Regions from separate parts of the Capsicum annuum genome. Here region 2 is linked to region 1. The links are chromatin contacts, called in public Hi-C maps. All regions are on one chromosome and are shown on one strand. The core of a region is the stretch at or near the end of the contact, and the rest is flanking DNA. Distances in the headings are between cores, read along the strand shown.

Region 1 (6,897 bases), core at 3,081-5,580:
TGTATGCCAATCTGGATTCCCTTGCAAAATTCGATTCAACAGTGTATACAATTCTTTATAAGTTTTCTCTAAAGTTTGTCCAGCTGCTACTGAATCCAAGAGAATCTTTGTGTTACACTCAAAGCCTTCTATAAATATGTGAACCAAAACATCATTCGATTGATGGTGATGAGGATAATTTTTTAGCATGCCTTTAAATCTCTCCCAAGCTTGGTAGAGATTTTCTCCATCTTTTTGTCTAAAACTCAAGATCTCACTCCTAAAACATGTAGTCTTCTGTGATGGGAAGAATCGAATAAGAAACTTCCGAGCTAGATCTTTCAAAGAAGTGATGGAGAGTGGTGGTTTAGTATGTAACCACCTCTTTGCTTCCCTCATTAGAGAAAAAGAGAAGAGTGTTAATCTAACATAATCAGAATTCACCTCTGTAGAAATGTAAGTATCATTTATTTCCAAAAAAATCTAAATATGTTGTTCTAGGTCTTCATCTGAAAGGCCAGAGAATTGCTCCGCTAAATTCAACAATTGTACCATATTATGCATTAGTTTAAAGCGACCACCTGGCTCGAGCTTGTGAATACTGTTAGTCACATGGTTTGTGAGTGGGATTTCCACCTCACAAACAGGTCTTGCAGCTGGTTGGGCAGGAAAAAGTGGGATACGTCCAACATTTGGATCAACAGGATCATTGGGATCTCTTATTTCAGCCATTTCAACCTGTTGAATCGGATATTAAGCTCTTCACCTTTGATGAAAAATCAGTTCTGGTTCAGCAAAAGGCTTTACTAACTCTTTATCTCTAGCCAATCCTGTATTCAGCTATACTTGCAAAAATTCAATCGCTAAGATCAAGTTGTTAACACTTAAACTTATTATCAAAAACCAAAAATTTTGCAATTTACTAATTATATTAGTCCCTGGCAACAGTGCCAAAAACTTGTTGCGGTTAATCGCATATGCAAGTGTACATGATCGTACAAGTAATCTAGTGTCTTAGACAGTCAGAAATAGTTCCTACGAGGACTAAGCAACTAGAAATTTTACCAACTTTCAATTTTAGACAATGAGGTATTAAGTGATGTAAAGTATCGAGATGATTTAGAAATTGTAAATAAAAATCTAAATTAATCAATAAGAAATAGCAAGTTGTGACTAGAGCAAAGAAAGCAACGGTTGCAAACAATAGTGATAAGGATTCCAGGGTTGAGGCAAATCGAACAATCATACAAATCTCTATTTTTATCACAATCTAATTAGTTATCGGGTTGTTGATTCGCAAGGTTTATACCACGATCTTGGTATAGCTACAACTCCCGCAAGGATACAACCATTCTTCTAGATTCATAAAGTTATCTTCTTGCTATTTAACCAAACAAGGCTTCTAGGTATATCACTATCTAGATGCTAATTCAAATCCTTTATTTCATAAAAGGATGAGAACCTTGCTCCTTAATTTCTTTGTTCAATCCAGCGATTCTCTTTCTGGATTCACATAGAAATATAGATTTATTTCAATGGTGGCCACTCATCAGAATAGTAAGCTTAAGAAGTTAAGAACAACCCAGATGATAATCTAAAAAAAAACTACAATAAAATATCAAAGAGTAATTATGTTCTTGGCCTCAACGTCAGAACAATGGTGTTTAGCCACTCATGTTTGAATTCAACATCCAATAAAGATAATTAATCATACCAAGAATTAATCTTGAAGTAAAGAAGTTCAAAAGAATGTCTAAAAATCCTAAAAGAGAGAATTTTCTGCTTTTTCGCCGCTGTTGTGCTTGCCAAAAAGTCCCCCAAATTATCTTGAATTTTTCCTTTTATAGCTAGGACAAAATACTAAAAATCTTCCCGATTTTGCCAAACGGTGCATTGCGCCATTCCATCAAATGCCATTTTCTGTCAAAATCTTGGTAATCGTGGAATTCCATTATTCAGTGAAATTGTGAAATTTATCCTTACCGTAACGCATCACTATTGCGGTGAGCCACTGGTTTTTGACAATTGTGAAATCTCCTTCCCCTGAAAAGCTCTAAGCTTTTAGGTCTCAAAAATTGGCAACTCAGCTTGTACCGAGATGCGGTAAAATCACGCCAAGTCACTGGAAAGTGACTACTATGATTTCCTTCATCACCGCGATGCGCCACAATCATGGACCAACACTAGATTTTTCAAAATGTGAAATTGAGCCTCTCCACGACGCTCCATAATTGCAATACTCCACTGGAATTTGACCAACACCATTTTGTTGGTCGGCGCGACATAGAGACTATGCAAATATGAATTTTTGACTTCTAGTTTGCCTTTCTGGGCTATGTTCCCATGTCTTTTATTCCTTCCACCATTTCATATCATCAATGTATCCAATTGCGTTCAATTCATCAAGATTTGAGCCCTAAAAACACTAATCATATCCATTAGGTACGGAATAGAATTAAAGTCGAATTATACTCAAGAATTCACATCAAAGTTCTCAAAACAAAGTCCAAATTTGGGTGCATATTGGTGTTTTGAACATATAAATATTCCCAAGATCAAATGTTCTGATTGTTGTAGAAGTATGAAGTATTCCATAATTTTGATTCTTAGAGTAAGGATTTCTTTGAGGAAAAGCATGGCTTTAAGTGTGGGGTGATGATCTGAGGTGAATTTATGCGCCTCGGTGTTGTTATCCGGGCTTATTTAATCTTGTTGTGAGGACTTTTCTTGTGTGAAATAAGTAATTAAAGGTATGAATGAGTATCTAAGTGTAAATTCATATAGTTGCAATGTTAAATATGTATTCATAGTGATTTTGGAGTCAAAACAATGAGTTAAAGATCAAAAATGCAAAACTAATACAATTAGCTTGAGCTATGTCGTTACTAGTTCATCGCCTTGAATTGTATCTTATTTTAAGCTCTAATTTGTGGTGTTTGATAATATAGGATGCTTGGTGAGATAATAATGATGATAAATGATGGTTAAATAAGATGTAAATTAAGTGAAAAAAACATCACAAAGCTTGGACTTGAAGGACGAGAGCATGGGACATAGCTTGGCAAAGTTTGGGCATTTTGAAGTCCTCGGCGTGCCATGCCGCCTAGGTGCTGCGATAAGGCTGTGGAACGCCCTTGGAAACATTGTCAATAATAATTTCCACTGTACCTCCACATTTTTTGGCTTTCCACACTTCCTAGATGCCGCAATATTGGTGTGGCACGCCCTTAAGTCAAAATCGACAATTGTGGTCCAAGTATAAATAGGACACTTAGTCATTATGTTCACTTGGACGACCTTGGGACTTTGAGGGAGGATGGAGAACACTTAAATTATGGTTTTTTTTTCCATTACTTTGTTTTGTTTATGTATTTTAATACGTATTCATTCATTATGATTATGATTACGCCCATGATTGGCTAAACCCCCTTTTTCGGGGTTAAGGCAAAGAATATGAGTGCTATTGTTTCGAATTGATTTGGTTATGATTGTTTAGCATTGTTGGTTGTTTGTTTATCCTTATTAACACTCTTTTAAGGATTCATAACCCTTAGAATATATGCTATAACTCTATTGTAAACCCGGAAGGATGAATGATAGAGTAGAACGTGTTATCAAAAGAATAGGATCGTAAACTTCATAGAATGATGTAGGGATTTGCACTTAGCATAGGAATACACTTAAGTGCCCTATTTGGTTCATGTATGGGATGAATACAAAAGCGTTTTAACTTAGTTCTCACATCCCCGCTCAATGATGTAGTTGTGGGGCTAAGTTATAGTATAGACCCCGTGAACCAATAACCAATAAAATTCTATAAAGTAGTATGATTGTTCTCAGAGCCTTAACGCTTTGCACTGAATTAGTCTTTGATAGTTATTAACACAAGTCTCTGAGGGATCGATACTTGGCTTGTAAAATAACATTATATTACTTGGTGAGAACACGTAAAGGCGCAACATGTTCCAACCTTATACGAACAATATTTTAGGAGGTAGTAAAGTATCCATCCTATAAGTCGAGCAGGGGAGACAAATCAAATGCAAATACAACTAAATGTTTGATTCATTCCAACATTATGTTATAAGTAGAAGCAAAGAAAAGACCAGTTAGAGATCAGGTGGTTCAAGCATCCACACGTGGTTCCATCCAAAAATGTATTACACTATAAGCTAATGTTATATACACGTAGAAAGTGTGAAAATCAGTTAGTATTGGATACTAGAAAAATCACTGTCACGACTGAAATGATTTCTGTTTTTTAATGCGAGAGAGATGATCAACGGCGATCCAGGGAAAACTCAGCATTTTCTCGTGTATCTTCCTCTAGCAGCTCACATTTTGATTCTGCACTATACGTAATCCGGTACCAACATGATGTTTTTGCCTCATATAGGGTTTGCTTATCATGGTCAGAAAGATCAGCAATTTTAGGTCCTAAATTCTCAAAGTAAGACCTGAATTCTCTCCAAATATTCTCATAAGCAAGCAGTATTTTCTGCTTCAACTTGTTCTATTTATTGCCCTTGGGCAATGACCAAAAGTTCCCTGTTACAATCTCTACCTCTGCCACTGAATGTAAGTGCTGAATTTCCCTCATCATCAAATCGTATCTTTTTTTATACCTCAGGGCCTCCCTGAAAGATTCTGCTCCTAATATAAATAGGTCTGTATCTCATTGTATTACTCTAGATGGTAACTCAGCTGTAATCACGTCCTTAATCTGATCATATAACTTTCCCAAAATGTTTGTTGAAAGATAGGTTTTGACCCCCTTTTTCTCCATATAATGGGGATAGCTCTTTGGTTTCAGAATTTTTGGAAAGGCTGCATAATCTTCTGTCTTGCTGCAATCCAGTGCCTTAGAAATGGAATCTGTTAACTTTATAGATGTGGAATTTTTAGCACCATACTGGTGTGCCTGCATAAGATGAGCATTGCTCATTGATCCCAAGTTATCTTCGATGATGTATCTCAAAAAGAAATCAATTAAGTCCTACATAGTATGCCAGCAAAGAACAACTTATATCAGCGTCTATGGCATACACAAAAAAAAGATGGACATAATGAAAAAATACCATAGCTACCTTGTCTTCGACTTTTCCATGAAACTCATCAATTTTCGTTGAATCATAAATCATCGGCTCAACAGCTTCTACAGGAATGAGATTTTCATTCCAAGTAACAAAATATAGATCGCCATCTAGATCACTACCAGATGTCTCATCTGCATGGGGTCTGTTCCCCTTCTGTGGAAAGACCAAACAGTCCTTCCTATGGGATAACCTTTCAACATGTACAGCAGTAAGAATACGAATATCCCCTGGATGATGAAAGAGGTTTTTGCAATTACTACCTTTCCTTGTATTATTTCAAAGTTTATGTCATGTATCTCAGGATATGAAGCAGAAGATGATACTCTAATACAGCATTGCCCATCTTCCAGTATGCCTAATTCATCCAAGCATCCCATTAATAAGCGCCCATCTGGAACATAGATGCGTGCTTTGTTCTTGAGGCCTTAAAGGCCAAAGAACTTACTACAATATATCATTCTTTCCAAAAATGGTTCACTTTCTAGTTTAAAACCTGCAGCTACCATTGTCGCAATTGCATTTATTGTTTCGGCAGACGATCTTCTTATGTCAATTGCAAGTTTTGCATCAAAAGCTGCTAACATAGCTTCCTGTAAGTTCATAAAAACATCATCCTTTATATCCAATGAAGACAAGAATTATTATCTATCTATTCAAGAAACACGGTAGGTATTTACTCCAAGAGCAAATTTCCAGAATACTATGTTCAGACTTAAATTTCAGCATACTCTTCCTTAAAAAAAGATGAAACCCATCATCTCTATCTTCTGGCCAGCATGTTACAACCCCCTTATAACCACCAAATCGAATTTGATAAGAACATGGCGCGTTATGAACACTTAGTTGCAGCTTCTTCGCAACCTTTGCAGCTAAAGAGGCGGAAATTTTCCCAATTCCATCAGAAAATACGTAGTTATTCCTTATGATCTCAGGAAGATTTGAAACCTGAGATGAAGGAACTTTAATCGTTTCATAAGTGGACGAAAAACAAAGGCCCATCCTAGCTAAGCATTTGGCTATCCCCCATCCAGTTTCTGATTTCTGACAGTAAGGTTTTGAATGTAAACCATGCTGAGTGGTCCTTTAATTAAGAATTTGAGAATGCCAGAAAAACAAAATGCTCGGTTCCGAGAGTAAAACCATTATTCAGAATATTCTCAATCCTTCGATATATTGAGGTGCGTTGGAGTTGTGCTTTCATCCTCTTCGGAGCAGTGTAGAAGTTCAGCATCCTTCTATTGAGTATGGTCGTTCCTTCATCTGTGAAGGAAACTCTGATAAACGAATCTGCACCAAACTCCCTTAAAATTCTATTCGACAACTCTAACCCAGAAGGCATATAATAGCCTCTAGCTGGTGTAATAGCCAACTTCTTTATTTCTACACAATCATCAAACCTTTTCTTGTTTAACTGGTGTGCTTCATCAATCTTTTGTGCAATAGTAAGGTGAATTTGCGAACGAGCATCACTAATCTGACAATTGAAATACAGGCTTCACAGTGAAGAAATAATATCCTTCCTTTTAATTGTGTAAAGACTATAAAGGAATACCTCAGGTAGAGGCCGATAAATGTTTGCTTTGTGCAAGAATGCATTCAGCCAAAAGAGGTTATTCATTCTGAGTCTATCGACCTCCATATACTAAAAAGGGTACTTCACATCATCGTTAGTACCCTCAACATTTATGCACTTCTTCTCTCCTCCACAAATCATCTTAATTCCACTGAAATATTTCATCATCTTTTCCAAATCTGATAATCCAATCTTGATACAATAGACTTATACTTACCAAACGACCCAAACAGGTACAGTCCGTCGTTC
Region 2 (6,897 bases), core at 2,552-5,051, 220 kb before region 1:
GGAACAGGCACAAGAAATTACCAAAGTACAAATGGTCGCAGTCCATGAAAAATCCTATGTTTCAGTTGTTTGTGGAACCAAATAACAAGAAACAAAAGCTACATACTTCTGGTATGGAGGAGCCAATTTTCTGCCTTACCTCTTCTCACTCAATTTCTTCAATCAGGCATACTCTACTTTTTCTACTTGTCAGTAGAGCATATGATTACGTTTTAGTTAACATCATAATGTAAGTTGTAAATAACCGATTCTCATGACCCAATTAAGATGTCTAAAGCATCGAAATTGAAAATTCTAAGCCCACACTTCCAGATTATGACCAGTCAAATAACATTGCCTAAACACAATACATGATATGAGTGAGAACATCATAAACAGTTAGGACAGTGAATATCTGAAAGAAACATCGGAAAAGCATTTACGTACAAGCAAAACGAGGGCCTCTCTCACTGCATCCATAATAAGAAGTTGAATACATCAACTTCCAAATATCAATTGGTGCATCTCCATCCTAAAATATATCAAGTAAAAGAACATGTGATGCTTCAAAATACCTGGATAGCAAAGCAAAAACTAATTTTTCAACTTCATAGCTGCTACTGTTGGAGGCAGAAACATTAGCTTTTCCTACAAACTTCTGATCAGATAGCAAGGAACTGTTAAAATCATTCATTAATGTGTCATCCGACAGAAGAAAATCATTCCATCACTCACCAGCAAACTGATAACATGAGATTCTGAATTCTAACCACTCCCAAAAGCAAAAGAAGAGTTGAAAGTGAATTTAAACTCTCCAACATAGTTCACATATACTTCACTCTTTTTTGAAATTCTTAAACACCAAATTTGGCACAAAAGAAAAAGAAAATTGGGAGTTCTTTCTACAAAGTACTTGGGGATGCCTTTGGGGCCAAGAACAAATCAAAAGAAATCTGGAATGAGGTTATAGAGAGGTGCGATAAAAATCTGTTGAGGTTGAAAACTCAGTACCTATCCTTAGGTGGTAGACTAATTATAACTCTGTGTTGGGTGCCGTTCCAAATTATATGATATTTGTCTTCCCATAACCTGGGGGTAGAAAAAAAGATTGATAGATTGAGAAGAGATTTCCTGTGGAAACGTAATAAGGAAAATAGAAGCATTAATCTTGTAAGATGGGATGTTCTGACTCTTAAGGAAGGATCAGGGTGTTTTGGGTGTAAAGGACATGAGGCTACAAAATAGAAGTCTTCAACAGAAATGGCTCTGGAGGTTCAACACAGAGGACAGGGAACTTCGGAGAATTCTCAGAAATTAGTTGCAGTGTTTGGAGACTATCAGAAATTAGTGGCAAATTTTTTTGGGGTAGTGTGGAGATCGTTGTGAAAGATGGAAGGAAGACTGAACTTTGGGATGATCACTGGATTGGTCAGAACAGTTTGAAGTATATTTTTCCTGTTCTTTAGTCAATACGTCTCAAACCCATGTTATGATAAACCAAATGGTGGAGCCAACAAGGTTGGACTCTAAAATTTAGAAGATCTCTCAATGATCTGGAAGTTGAGACCTTTTCCACAATGCTTCAGTTACTGGGATCTTATGGTGGTATCTCTGAAAGTTCAGATGGTCTCTGGTGGAAATTGAATAGCAAAGCACCTTGTCAGTAAAGTCTATCTATTGGAACCTGAATACAAAGAGGTCATGTGAATGTGACTGGCCTTGGAAACAAGTTTGGTAAGTGAGCATTACTGTGAAGGTTTCATAGTTTGTATCGCTGTGGTGATTAGGAAAACTTGGCTAACTCAAGAAAATCTACAAAGAAGAGGTCTTGGGATTTGCTCCAGATGTCTATTGACTGGACAGGATGGTGAAAGTAATGAGCATATGTTCTTACACTGCCAGATAACTATAAATTTGCGGCACGTGTTCTTTCGGATTTTGGATATAAACGTGTAATGCTTAGTTCTACTTTGGTGTTTCTAACCAGCTGGAAGAGTGTGGGGAAAAGAAGTGGTGACAAGGATTGGTGGCAGATCATCCCTGCTTGCATATGGCGGACAGAGTGGAGAGAGAGGAACTCAAGATATTTTGAAGACAGTAGCAGTTCTATCCAGATAATTTGGATAAAATCGTTTTAGTTTGTTCATTTTTGGTATAAAGAGAATAGGTGGGGGAAAGTAGGAAACTTGGTAGATCTAATTGGCAATTTTCATACCTTTTTGCGGTTTGTAAAGGTCTCAAGTTAGCATCTTTTTTGGATATTTATTTACTGATAGTATAATTGTTACCTTATTCAAGAAGAAAAGATGTCAAAACCAAAAAACTTGCTATTAAACAGATAAAATAGATACTAGATACTAAACTTACGAGTAGCCAAAATACAACAAAGATATCTATGAAAACTTCAGTTCGCACTTCTCACAGCTATACTCGAAAGAGACAGTAGAGCTCCCAGCCCCCCGCAATACACCAATTCATAATTTTAATCCGATGACGAGTAGAGAAGCAATGCATCTACTACTACTACTTTGTGACAGCAAGTGAAAGTTTTCTTTTTACAAGATAATGTGAGAAATTATTATAGATTTACATATGTTTGCGGTGTATTTCAATACTGCTTAACCTTCAGTGTGTAATCAAGTCAAGAACTTTGGGTGCGACCATGCCCTCTGCCTGAATATTACTCCATCCCAGTTGATGCACTTGTATCCTTTTTGGGGGTGTCTGAACATGTTTGACACTATCCCATTTATATACAACCTTCAAGAATTAAAATTCATTAAGCTATTCAAAATTTTAACTCAACGTGATGCTTTTCTCTGTCAAACTAAACTTTCAAATTTAATATTTTCTACACCTTAATATCCTTTTCCACTGTTACTAACATAATAAGCAACTCAAATTAACATCTTAAACACACTATGCTACCTTTTCCACTGTAACTTCCCCACGAGAATATCCTCTACAAAAATCAAGAGAAAGGCAAAACAGCAACAATAAATTTCCCACATTTTAAAGAAAACAGAAGAACGGTGTCTAGGAAAATTCAAACTTTAAAGAAAACAGAAGAAGGGTGTCTAGGAAAATTCAAACTTTATACTAAACATAGTAAAAACAAAGCTAATAGAGCATTTAGTTGCAAATTACCTGTTTGTAGAACCAAGCACCTCCGGCGAGTCGATGAGAGTACAATTCAAGATTGGACACAACATGACCAGTGAAAAGTGAAATCAAACCTAAGGCAAACAGCATTAACCCACAAACTTTGGTACATGAGATCCATCGCCTGGATGAACAACAGCTAATCAAGAGATGTTGCTGCTTCACACAGGTATACTTGCAAACTTTGGCTACACCCATATATACAAGACAGCTACTTAAATCTTGATTTTGCTGATACCCTTTTGCTCTCACAGTAACATACTATCATCAACCAACAACAGGAAATAGACAATTAATCAGTACAACATACAAAAACAAGTTGTTACAAGCAGTGCCCACCACTGTGCTGTCTGAATAAATGATGTTGGCCCTCCAAGATCATTAAAAACGACTGAATGGGTGCCAAAATAACAACACAAAATCGCTTCTTTTGGATTGTCGAATGCTCTAGCACACAAGTAGAAAAGTGGATTTCACAAATCTTGCCACACTCTGGAGCTTTCCCAATTGTTCTTATTTTGCAAACTAGCACAAATGCAGAAAAATAAAATTAGACGTTAAAATTTTTATAAATCCTGCATAAGCAATTGCTTCCTTTTAAAATAGTTGATAATATTTACTTAAAATATTTATTTGCCAATTATTTTTGAGAGGGAGAGTATGTAGCTTAGTTAAAATATTATACGAAAACTGATAATAAAACATTACGTAATATATTCAGAAAAAAAAAACTTAAATGTATATTTTCTATCAAAATTAAGAAAAAAAGAAGAATGACGGATTGAAATAAAATAAATAAAAAATATATATTAGGATAAAATCATAAAAAGCTTGTCAAATCAAAAATGTTTTATGAATTGATAACTGATTTTAACTTGAAAATATTTGGCTTATAAAGACTTTTTATATTTGTTTAAAAGATAAATAACATTTTAGTTAATTTGGCCGATATACAAGCTTCATCGAAAATAGTCTTTATTTTTTGTGAGAATGAAGATGTTCAACGAGAATGAAGATGCACGATGAAAGTCATTGATACAAATCATTGTATTTTAATTTTTTAACATTATCCATTTTCATCTCCTCCTGAGCCAGATTGGGGATTGAAGCGTAATGGGGCACCACTAACTTGGTATACAAAGTTCGGCTTACAAAAACAACGAAAAGTGGTCATCAAAGTTTGAACTCAAGACACTCATTTGCATAGTGTAAAAGGATAAAAAATATCCCTGAACTATCTGAAATGATTCAAAATATTCCTCATTAATTTTTTTGCTTAAAAATACCCCTCCATTAAATATTTCGCTAAAAAATGCCCTCTAACAGAATTTCACCAGGAAGATCACTTGAATAAAAAGATTCACCTTGATATTTTACATCATTATCCACATGTATAATTCTTTTTCTAAAATTCATCAACTCATAAGCTTAATAGATGGATCCGACCTGATTTAATAGCCAAAAGACTTAATCCAACAAGCAAGTGGAAAAGATATTTTTGATCAGCAACCTCATTTGACTTAAAATCTCCCCCAAAAAATTGTTGTATCTAGGATTTTATGAAAAATCGATGCATCTTGAAAAATAAATCTAGGGTTTGTTTTTAGTTCACTTGGCTAAAATTGATGTTTTCCTCTTTCTTTTAAAACGATACTTTTTCTTCTCGAATTCTTAAAAAAGCTTTCTTTGCTGCTAAAATTTGTAGTAATGTCGGAAAGTTCAATCAGTTTACTTGATACTCAGTTGAGAAGATGCTATTGTGGACTCAATACTCTAAATTTGATGGCGTGGATTAATTCGAATGTCGAAAGAAGATTCTATAAATGTCCAAGACCCAAAGTAAGACGCACAATTAATTTTTATTTTGATATTTATGTACTATCTTCTTTCTCAAAATGATTGATTTGCTTGGTAATATGTGTTGTGGTGCCTGAATTTGTAGGTTTATTCATGTGAATATTAAGAATGGCAAGACAAACAACAGCTACCACCAAGAACGGTAACTATAATATTGGAGTCAAAAGGTAAAATGGATAATATAAAAGTTGAAAAAAATAAATTGGCAAAAATAGTTGGTGAAATAAAAAGGGTGAAAGGAATGATTTGAGGAAGTTAATCTCCAAAAAACTACTGAGATTATCATTTTACAAGAGAAGGTTGAAGAAATGAACCTTATTTCAGCCCAAGAAGCTGGAAAAAATTATTTTAGAGAAGAAAATCAAGACGTTAAAAGTTTTTATTTGCACGTTATGTGCTTCGTTCTTTGTGTATAGTTTAGGAATCATGAAGTGAATCTACGTTCATATCTAAGTTAGAACTTACGTTAAAGTGAATCTATTTTGTTGGTTGTCATGAAAAGTATTTCTATTATTTTGTTAATGAAGTTTAAGTGTTTGTGACTTATGTTGTTAATGAAATTGATGTTGGTATTTTATTTTTCCTCCACAATTTTTTTAAAATTGTATTTTGAATAGAATGTATATCTCACTGATCATAAATTGCCTCAGTGCATTGTATATGTGTTGTCAAGTTCAACTTGAATATTTTATGGTCCAACTTGAATGTATTGAAGGTTGTGAGGTTTCTCAGCACTCGTAGCCATTACACTATTTATTTAGAAAAGTTTAAAGGAAATTTCAGTAAGCTTCTCTTTCAAATAAGCGGTAACAAATAAAAATTATTTAATATTGCATATTTCAACAGTACAATTATCAATGGTTTCATAATGTATGAGAGTCATACATTTTTGCTACGTTCATAATGTGATCATTTATTTATCTATTTACATGACTTGTGGGTTGGTTAATTTCTTCGTCACATCTAAAAACTCCTATTTTTAGGAGTCTGTCTACTGTGTTAGTCAAATCTTAACTTTTGTGCGTAAAATGTTATGATTCTATGATGTGAGGCAGCAACGTATTGTGTCCATGAATATTAAATATGTCTGCGTTGATAAGTCATCTGCAAAGTCCCTGAAGGCACATGTCTGCAGACAATTTTCACATGTGAATTAGCACCAAGTAAAATTTGAAGATCATTGGTATGATAATGTGAAACTGAAATAATAGTTCAAACAGTAAATCTATCTTGTTATTTGTAATTCGAGAATTAATTATTCCTTATTCATCGTACCAAACGAGTTTTAAAAGTGTTTGGGCATGTTATACCATTGTTTAAATATATCATTAATATCTATGTTAAGCATAATATTTTTTTTTCCTTTTTTTTTATGACAAATTTGATCATATGGACTAGTTTAGCTGTGGAATCAGAGCAAGATAAAACAAACAATGACTAAGAGTGAGGTCACTACAAGTGGTGACAGGAATACATCAAATTATTTTAGTACCTTTCACCAAGTAATAACTGTTACTTTTATTATTTTTCAGTATAAATAAATCTTTAAATTTCATTTGCTACTTCCAGGAGGATCAGTGAAAGTGCTTGACAAGGCACTACCATCTATATTTATTCCATAATCGTTTTTTTATTTGCAAGTGTCATTTCTTTTCAAAATTCTTTTTCCGCATATGCAGGAGGAAGACATCCAAATATACAGTATCTTCAAGTTGTTGCCTTGTCTTTCTTTATCTTAAAAGCGTGAATAGTATAATTTCTGAAACGCAAACAAGACACATGGGGAAAATGATCATATAAGATCCAACAGGTAAATAGCAAAACAATGTCAATATTGAGAAAGATCAATCGTACGACTAACAGAGTACAAGCTATAGCCAAATAGTCTAATAAATGACA

The links. Hi-C and Micro-C count contacts between places; a contact is called where the count stands out from the background.
Region 2: a contact with region 1 is called in a Hi-C map of leaf, with 4 times the contacts expected there. The contact joins the promoter of LOC107872945 here to the enhancer-like site in region 1. A contact is called at or near these places in 2 of 5 Hi-C or Micro-C datasets (leaf and placenta).

The regions. Positions count from the first base shown.
Region 1 is chr6:178,193,539-178,200,435 of UCD10Xv1.1, reverse strand. LOC107872947 (a long non-coding RNA gene) reads right to left here. Exons shown (of 3, transcript XR_001675045.2): 2 at 5,067-6,897; 3 at 4,021-4,975. It overlaps LOC124899779 (a small nucleolar RNA gene), which reads left to right and starts at 161; the gene lies at 161-267. Within about 2 kb of position 4,330, at least 1 of the 5 cell types and tissues checked has an H3K27ac peak or open chromatin away from gene starts, as enhancers often do. A contact at or near this core is called in leaf, where this site is marked.
Region 2 is chr6:178,411,427-178,418,323 of UCD10Xv1.1, reverse strand. It overlaps LOC107872945 (O-fucosyltransferase 29), which reads right to left and starts at 3,801. Exons shown (of 9, transcript XM_016719631.2): 1 at 3,127-3,801; 2 at 427-511. The coding sequence starts at 3,339.